Linked DNA regions of Mus musculus: all the other regions are linked to region 2. The links are chromatin contacts, called in public HiChIP or PLAC-seq and promoter capture Hi-C maps. All regions are on one chromosome and are shown on one strand. The core of a region is the stretch at or near the end of the contact, and the rest is flanking DNA. Distances in the headings are between cores, read along the strand shown. Region 1 has its middle 16 kb from the start of Adam24. Region 2 holds the start of Pdgfrl (platelet-derived growth factor receptor-like). Region 3 holds the start of Cnot7 (CCR4-NOT transcription complex, subunit 7).

Region 1 (3,033 bases), core at 402-2,901, 270 kb after region 2:
CTGTCGTGTGCTCACTCCTTTGCTCAGCTTTGAGGACTGACATCAAAAGCTGTAGGTGGTCCAGAACAGAAATTAGGAGAGCTAGGATATTAATTAGTACCTTAACAGTCCAACTGGAAAAACCGAAGCCCAGAGTTCTTCTGTCCCTTGGGTCCACCAAGTCCTAATATCTTTGTCCCTGGTGTCTATTTATAAAGAAGCACTGAACATCGTGGCTGTAACTGTTATCATTGGAGCCCTGCTACCCAGCTCCAACTGAACCTGGGATGTCTCTTTCTCATTTTTCATACTTTGGGGACTATTATTTCTCACATCCTGGTTTTACTGCAACTCAAAGTTTGTCTTCATTCTCTGTAAAAGTCTTTAAGGTCTCTAAACCCACAGGAATGTTTTGTCCTCTACGTACTACACAGATTTCCAGGTATTGATTCTTTGTAGCCTCTATCTCATCACAGGTTGGCCACTATCCACCTGGAGTGCCCTCAGGGCATACTGGCTTCTTTCTGTGGAGCAAACAAACACACTCTTGATCTCCGATGCTGATGAAGAGCCACGCGGGATGCGGAGGTTCGGACTTTGCAGAGCAGACTTGTTTTCATCTTTTTCTTTTTCTCTTTCTTTTTTTTAATTTACCCTTTTATTCAGGTCTCTCAGTTAGCTGTTGCTGGACTCTTCTTAGCCTAAAACATTTCACAAGGTAGACTCTGAGAACCTGCAGGAAAGAGACAGAGGAAAAAGTAGCAAAATTGAGATACATTACAAAACTTACCAAACTTCAGATTCTTCCATTGGGATTAAACTCTATTTTCTTTCGACTTTCTTGTGAGAATCCTTAATGTTAGGATTCTTCTTTGAGTTTATATCTGAAATCCCTCCAGCCCTTCACCCCCCAACCTCCTCACTATCCACCCCTGTTACCCTCCCCTTCCCGCCTTGATTTTTGCTTCCTCGAACAGGGAATGGCGAGACAGGTTTTTAAGTCCATCCACTACAACAAACATCAAGGGATGACTTTCTGTTCTTTTTTTTTTTGATTCCTTCTTCATAGGACTGGCTGATTGATGTCTCCGCTTATGGATCCACCTCTCCCGTAGAACATTTCACTCGCTAAAGGGATTAGATTTTTATTCTTATAATAAAAGTCAAAATAGCACAGTGGGAGTTTCTTCAATAATTTAAAATAGTTTTCAAGGTGCAAAAGAACCATAGTTTGGGGGTTCTCTGGTGAAGAGAGAAAAACCACCAATGAACCTAGAAAAATAATCGTGTTATCATTGGATAAGATCAGAGGATTGTTATTAGCTCCTAATAATTAGAAAATAATTATTATGACAAGAAAAGGCTGCACACCATTGAATGTTACCGACAAGATGTACAATCTTCCATAACACAAAATAAAAGTTTTATCTTGTAAAAGCAATGTCCTTTCCACTAGAATCTTCCCCCAGAAAACTAGGTGGTTAGCCATGCTGGCTTTCCACACATCTCAATTGGAATTGAATAATCACTGTTGACTTAAAGTGTCAAACAACTTGTGACACAGGTATCCCGAAAAGCTTTGTCACTTGACGCACTTTCAGTTGGCCTTGGCTGTGGAGATCAATGAAGGAAAACAAACTCTAAAGTGACTGTTCACTTGGAACAGAGTCACCTGACCGTCAACAGGCAAGGTTATACACACAGTAAAGGTGATCAGCTCCCTCAACGGTAGTAACGTCAGTGTAGGGGGAATTCCGTGGAGGGAGAGGACATTTAGGCTGCAGTGTGTCACCATCGTCAGAGAAAGGGGATTGACTTACACAGTTTGTCAGGTGCCATCCTGCTTCATAGCACAGTTTGCATCCCATGTGTCTTGCCTCACTTGGTATTTCTGCTTACCCAGAAAACTCATCATGAAAAGAAAGCTTACCTCTTAATCACAGCCTAAGGGGGTGCCCCCTTCTAACCCAGACGCCACGGGAAACATTGCAGTGTTGCCTGGCATTGCAACCCTTTGGGTTAAGGAAAAGGAGCACTAGGAAGCTGTGAACCCAGGCAATCTGGAGAGGGAACCCGGCTCTTGGTACTCATGTTATGCCTTGGGCTGCATCTTGAAGAGAAAGTGAATCCAGGGCTCTAACATTGTCTTTATAAACTAACATACAGGAGGCGAAAGAAAGCTTTGGGAAGTTACCCTGGTTGGTTTACAGAGAAAGGTGGGGATCAATGAGAATGTTTTAGAGCATTTTCCCAGTGTGGGTGGTAGGATTGTTTTTGTTTTGTTTTGCATCTTAAGTGTTAGGGCATCTCAAATCTTGGAGGATGGAGAGAATAATATAATGGTGCATCCATGTGTCATGTGTTCTGGCTCAGATAGGACTCAAAGTTTGTAATAGACTCACAAATGCCTGGAACGCACCAAACTGATCAGATGAGGTCGCAGAAAAGGGTCTCCACAGACTGTAGAGATGACTCAGTGGTTAAGAGCACATGCTGCTCTTGGGGAAGACCCAAGTTTAGTTCCTAGCACCTATGTTGAGCAACTCACAACCCCCTATCACTCTGGCACCAGGGAATCTAAGACCATCTTCTGTCCTCCATGGATAATGTAGTTAAGTGAATATATACACAGTTAAACATAAAAACAAAAAGATCTGAGATTTTTCAGTTACTTTCTGCTAATCCAAAGAGATATATATTCATAGATATGTATATGCATATATATACGTGTGTATGTGTGTGTGTGTGTGTGTGTGTGTGTGTCTTCTCCTGGCATGTCTAGGCTTCAACATACATATGAAATAGCATGGGTCGGAATGTCTCAGATGTGCCATGAAAAAGCATGCTTTTTGTATTATTATTACTGTACTATTTTATATGTATGAGTGTTTTGCCTGCATGTATGTCTGTGCATCATGTATGTGCCTACTACCCACAAAGGCCAGAAGAGAGTGTCAGATTCTTGGACATCTGTGGGACAGACTCCCAAGTGGGTGCTGAGAATTGAAACCAGGTCCTTTGGAAGAGCAGCTAGTGCTCTTAACTGCTAAGTTA
Region 2 (2,819 bases), core at 246-2,745:
TAGCTTTAGAGAATGGAAACCCGGATGGAAGGGTCGGGATTGATGAGTGGATCAGTCCCAAGCCAGGTTGAGCCGGCTCCAGCATGGGATTGCATAACAGCAAGACACTTTTCAACCAAATCTAAGGAGCACATTTGTGGCAGTAACTGAGGAATTTTAAGGAAGCCTTGAGATCGGTCGCCAGATGTACTATGCAAACAGCAACGATTAAATAAATGATGCAGGAAATAAAATAATTAATTAAATTAAAATAATTAGCAGTGATATGTACTTAAAAAAATGTATAGTGTATAAAAACCACACACACAAACACACACACACACGTAATAAAGCCTAATCCTACGGTTATCTGTCTACAATACAGGATGGACCTAGGGCAGGTACACATCTCAAATAAACATTTTTTAAAGTGATGTAGTGGTTGGTGAAGTGGCTCCTTTTCATTACCATAGCGCAAGGAGGAAGCTCACCCCTGCACGGTGCCTTTTGATTTTCATAAGTCTGCTGTAGCATACACACTCCCAAACACACACACACACACACACACACACACACACACACACACACACACACACACACACACACACACTAAATGCAATTTAAAAAATTAAATGATGCAAGGCCCTCCTATGTGCTACAAAAAAAAAAAGTAGGCTTTGTTTCCATCCATCCTCTTATTTATACGGAAAATATAACTGCGGTCTAGTTTTTTTTTTTTTTTTTTTAAATTGGTTTAGTGCAGCATTTTGTTGTTGTTGTTGTTAAAAGACCTAGGCAAATCTAGCAGGATTTTAGTTCAGATTGGTATACAACAACAGCAACGACAACAACAACAACAAGCAAACAAAACAAGACTGTAATGGGGAAGGAAGACACACAGGGAATTTTCCACAAGAATCTCTTTGCTTAGGTGGCACCGGCTACAATAGTCCAGGGCGAGGATCGGTCGTATAAAGGTGGAAGCGAGCCACTGCGGGCGCGCCATCAGACCGACACGTTGACACAGGGGGCTGGACCAGGCTCCGTCTGGGGAAGATGGGGTAGATCGGTTCGATCGCCTGTGGCTTTCTGATAAGGCTAGAGAAGTCCTGATAGGCTCTTTCGGTCAGTGCAACCGCCGCCTTCACAGGAGTTCTTCAGGGCGATGGGGGAAAGGAAAAGAAGAAAGGGGACCCTTCTAGGACGAGCCAGGTACACCGGAAGGTGACCAGCGCTGGGGACGATCCCTATGGCCAAAAGTTAGAGGAGTTGCTGAGAGAATCTCGGACTGGGCGAAGGCGGTCAGAAGCCAGAGTCACTCACCATCTTCCAGCGCTTCGTGTAGCAACAGAAGTCCGAGCAGCAGCCAAAACTTCATCTTCAGGGCTGGTGACCTGCAGAATAGTTCAGGACTGCAGACGGCGCGACAGGCTGTCCAGGGCAGGGCAGGGGCGCAGAGGGGAGGCGGCGCCTGGGACACCACAGCTGGAGGATTCGGTTTCACTGGGGGAAACACAATTTGGGGGAAAAAAAAGAAGATTAAAAAAAATTTTTTTCCCCTGTGTAATGTGATCTCTTCTGCCCCCTGGTGGAGTGGTGACGGATAGAGCTATTACCAAGCACTGGGAAGACAAATGACTAGGAAGGCCTAAGGTGACCTAGATGATGGAATCAGGAATCAGTCCACCTTCTCTGGTAGGGTCTTGCTTCTTAGCAAAAAAGTGCGTCTTAAGTTTCTCTTGGTCCCCAGGTGTTCTCTTACTTGCACTAAAAAAAAAAAAAAAAAAAAAAATGGGTTTGCTATCGCATTAAAAAATATTGTTGGTTGTGGCTGCTCCTTTTAGGCCTGGTCAGAGACAGGGTAAGAGCGCATCTAGTCCTGGACCTGATGAACCTGCGCATCTTATGCAGGTGAAGGAGCTGTCATAGTGGGGAGGGACGGGGCTGCCTGTCTGCAGTCAGAGGGGCTCACAGCAACTGCTTGTATGAGCTTAACAAATGGAGAACCAGAGAGAAGAGAGGAGACGGGAGGATAAGCAGATAGCGGGAACAGTATGGGGAAAGAACTGGACTTCCGGTTGCGGTAGAGCGGGCTGTCAGTGTGGACCTAAGTCTAGAAAGGCCTTTTAAGAACCCCTCCGAGTACGCTGGGAGGAAATATGCGCCCAATGGAGGAGAAGAGCATTATTAGCAGTCCTGGGCCATCAAAAGTCAGAGTGAAATGTTAGTCCTTCTCTTATATGGTTTTTATTTTTTTGCCCATGGATTGTTTTCTAAATAGTATTTTAATTATACATCTTAGTGTTTTCTATGACTAAGATTCTCATTGCTCCTTTTGGTCTTACTTAGTTAAAAAAAAATCCCTTCAAACTAGTGCACACTATTAAGAATTTGCTTAGAAAAATAAACTTAAAAAAAAAACTAAATATTGGGCATTCCTTGCTTGTTCCCTAAATAAAGACATTTAACTTCTCAAAATAATCTTCCATCTAAATAGAATCAAGACGGATTACAAAATTATTATTTTTTTAAAGTCAGACATTTCTTATTTGTTTGAGGTCTCTCTACTTTGCCCTTGCTGTCCTTGAACACACCATAGAGAGGCCTCTAACTCACAGAGATCCACCTGCCTCTGCACCCTGCAAGTACTGGAACTAAAGGTGGGTGCCCCCGTGCTTGTCAAAACAGGAGCAATGAGAATCTTAGTCATAGAAAACACTAAGATGTCTACTTAAAATAACTACTGCTAATGCCGCTTCTACTCCATTGGGCGCATATTTCTGCCAGCGTACTCTGAGGGGTTCTTAGAAGCAATGTCAAAATCTTTGCTATTCCCCAAG
Region 3 (2,955 bases), core at 215-2,714, 410 kb after region 2:
TTACTTGCTTGGGAAGAAAATAGATGTGTAACACAAAAATAGCCCTTGATGGTGTGTTCAATAACTTGATGTTATTATCTCATGGATGTGTGAGTAGGTATGTATACATACATAATTATATTGTATAACATATTATAATGTGTATAATGTGACAAGGTTTTTGAAAGTCTAGAGTTTAATCATGTTGATCTCTAATATGCTTTATAAAATGTGCTGTGAAGCTGTTAGTTAATTGTAAAATCCATATATCGCAAAGCAGCTCTAATATTTGAAAGCCTGTAGCAGCCACGGACATATCTAATTTAAAAAAAAGACTGCAGCAAACAATTTTATATTTAAGAAAAAAAGTCGAAATAATCTGATTTCCTGTATTTCTAGTTTGACTACAATACAACAAGCAAACTCAAAAGACAACAGATAATGCAGATGGTTGTCTGGCAAGTCCTAAGTGTGGAGCCAAATAGAAGAAAGTGAGAAGTCTAAAGACTCTAACAATTACAAGACAGAAAGAGGTTATTGGAACAGGGTGAGCTTTAATTACAGACTCAAAAGGATTGTCACCAGGACAGAGTTAACTAAAAACACTGGCTTCCCTTTTCTTTGACGTTGCAACAGTTTAAATTTTCAGTTCATAAAACTGTTGGGAATTATCTTTCCAACTGTCTCTTAGCATGTTAACAATTCGAAGGCAATGCTACAATCAGGTAGATCAAAAGGAAAATTAGCGTGTGAGCTAGGGGTGCTGTATACAGATTAAAGAGAGATGACTCCGTTTGTCAGTGGAGATGAGCCAAGTCAAGAGAGGAGCTGAACAGCGGTGGGGCACCAGGGACACAAACTAGGGAAGCAAGCGCTTAACCCCACTGGAAGACCCATCAACAGGAGGCAGCTGATGGAGCGGCCTACGGATTCGCACACGGTGTGTTTGCAAGCAGCCCGCCCTCCCGTCCTACTTTACCCTGGGCCGAAGCCACCAGTCGTCACCTGGAATGGGAGTTCCGGAGTGACTCGATCAGCCGCTGCTTCTGCTGCTGGAGACTGGTGAGGCCGGCAGGGGACCCAGCCGCGGAGGATGACGCGCTCTTCGCCAGGGGAAAGAGCCAGCTCATCCTCCTCGGGTCCCCGGGCCCGAGGCCCTACAAGGTTCTGGCCTGCTGCTCCTCGCTTAGCCCAGTGCTTCCCGGGCGATCGAGCACGGCCCGGACGGGGTGCCCAGGGGCCGCGCCGTCTCCCACACGCCGCGCTCGTGAGTCCCTGGCCCCGGGGGTCCGAGCTACCACTGCGGGCGGCTGGAGAAGGGCGACTCGTCGGCTGGACGGAACCCCGGTGTGCTCCGGGCCACCACCACCCCGGGGTCAGTTAGCTAGGCCTGGTCGCCTTGCCGGCTCAGCTGCTCCAACGCCGGGGCGTTCGTCACCTGCCCGCCCCGCCTCCTGAGGGAGGGCCCCGCCCACCCGGCGCCCGGCGTCATCAGGCCGCGCCCTCGGCGGGACGTGCGAGGAGCGACGTCGCCGCGCTGGGCCGAGCGCCGCTCCAGCTCCCCTTTCCCCCTTTCGCAGGGCGAGAGGCGTCTATGGGGCTCCCGCCGCCGCCGCCGGTACCGCCACCGCCACCGCCGCCGCCGGGTGCTAGCTCTATGGCGAGGAGGAGGAGGAGGAGCGCGAGCTCAGAGACCCAAGTAGATCCGGCGGGGGCCCGGGCGTGCTGGGGCGCCTTGGGAAAAGGGGCTGGGAGTGGGGAGCCCGAGATTGGCGCGCGCGATGGCGCCCGCCTAAGCGTGGCTGTGTGGGACGGAACTGGCGGAGGCGGGGAGCCCGGGGGGACGGCGGTGCTAACGGGCGGGGGGCGGGTGGGGGCTGTCAGGGGCGCGGCGCGCAGTGATGACGCCACCGCTTTGTACCTGGGACTTCGTTGTGGGAAGGAAATTGCGAGTGGAGGGCGGTGGCCTACTTGGGGCCCCGGTGGCTTTCGTCCTCGGCAGTGGTTTTTGGGGGTAGTCGGTCTGGCTCTAGGCCATGCGAATAGGCACCCTGCTCCTGGCCGGCGGCCAGCCGAGCGACTTATCCTTGACATGAAGGCGGCCGTGCTCTCTCCACGTTGCTCGCCCACGGAGGACGCGCGACCTCAGGGATGAGAAGGCCTTGGCTGCCCCTTGGAGGGACCCCTGAGACCGCAGTAGAGAAGAGCGGGTGGAGGAAAGCAGGGTTAAAGTACAGTGTGTCGGTAGAGCGCGTGTAGGGACCGGTGTGAGGACGGAGGGGAGGAAGAAAGAAGGCGTGCCCTGCATCACCTTTTGTTTTCTCCAGCGTACATTTAGGAGTTTGGGACACCAGGCCACCCTCTTTTAACTCGCTGGTTTTGTCGGGGGTTATTGTGTGTTTGGTCCCTGTCCGTCTGATTAATTATCTTACCATTGTATACCGTGAACCTTGTGTGGATGGCAGAGACGTGAGGTCTCTCTTGGGTTGCCAGTTTTTGAAATTAGAAATTTTTAAATGTACACATTTCATTGCCTGCCTGCCTACCTGCTTGCTTGCTTTCTTTCTTTCTTTCTTTCTTTCTCCCTCCCGCTATATTTGTTTCTGAGATTGCCTAATGGCTTTTCAAAACATTTTTAAGAAAAATGTTTCCTCTGCTCTGCTTTGAATGAGTAAGATTTTTAAATGTTTTGTTAGAAGAATAAAAGCAAGCATTCTGTTATGAAACGTTTGATTTTGTTGATTTTTTTTTTTTTTTTTGGCTTGAAATGGTTCAAAGTTTTGTGTGGAGTGAATTGAACTCGGAGCAAATCTTAATTAGTGAAATTTATATTCAGTTGGGAAATCGGCGGTGTGGTGCTTTTATCCTCTAAATATTAGCTGTATACCTTGAGAAAAGGAACTGTCTAAAACTTGATTTTGTTATGAGTCATGAACTTTGTATAAATAAGGTTTATACCAGCCCAGTTTTATAATT

What was found. Promoter capture Hi-C pulls out the DNA fragments that hold promoters and counts their contacts. HiChIP or PLAC-seq counts read pairs in DNA pulled down with a chosen protein or histone mark.
Region 1: a promoter capture Hi-C map of liver shows a contact between it and region 2, with 4 times the contacts expected there. The contact joins the enhancer-like site here to the promoter of Pdgfrl in region 2. A contact is called at or near these places in 8 of 39 promoter capture datasets (the 3T3-L1 cell line, 3T3-L1-derived adipocytes, cranial neural crest and 4 more), 1 of 484 Hi-C or Micro-C datasets (olfactory sensory neurons) and 7 of 115 datasets of contacts at active chromatin or transcription factors (bone marrow-derived macrophages, embryonic stem cells, hepatocytes and 1 more).
Region 3: an H3K4me3 HiChIP or PLAC-seq map of embryonic stem cells shows a contact between it and region 2, with 4 times the contacts expected there. The contact joins the promoter of Cnot7 here to the promoter of Pdgfrl in region 2. A contact is called at or near these places in 22 of 39 promoter capture datasets (the 3T3-L1 cell line, 3T3-L1-derived adipocytes, the HPC-7 cell line and 12 more), 1 of 484 Hi-C or Micro-C datasets (embryonic stem cells), 15 of 115 datasets of contacts at active chromatin or transcription factors (the SCID.adh cell line, bone marrow-derived macrophages, cardiomyocytes and 5 more) and 5 of 9 other capture datasets (adipose tissue, embryonic stem cells, liver and 2 more).

The regions. Positions count from the first base shown.
Region 1 is chr8:40,657,914-40,660,946 of GRCm38.p6, reverse strand. No RefSeq gene overlaps it. Among named protein-coding and RNA genes, the nearest start is that of Adam24, 16 kb to the left of the region's middle. Within about 2 kb of position 1,651, at least 8 of the 459 cell types and tissues checked have an H3K27ac peak or open chromatin away from gene starts, as enhancers often do. A contact at or near this core is called in hepatocytes and liver, where this site is marked.
Region 2 is chr8:40,924,909-40,927,727 of GRCm38.p6, reverse strand. It overlaps Pdgfrl (platelet-derived growth factor receptor-like), which reads right to left and starts at 1,495. Exons shown (of 6, transcript NM_026840.3): 1 at 1,303-1,495. The coding sequence starts at 1,357.
Region 3 is chr8:40,510,263-40,513,217 of GRCm38.p6, reverse strand. It overlaps Cnot7 (CCR4-NOT transcription complex, subunit 7), which reads left to right and starts at 1,464. Exons shown (of 7, transcript NM_011135.5): 1 at 1,464-1,678. Vps37a (vacuolar protein sorting 37A) reads right to left here and starts at 1,435. Exons shown (of 12, transcript NM_033560.3): 1 at 985-1,435. The coding sequence starts at 1,109.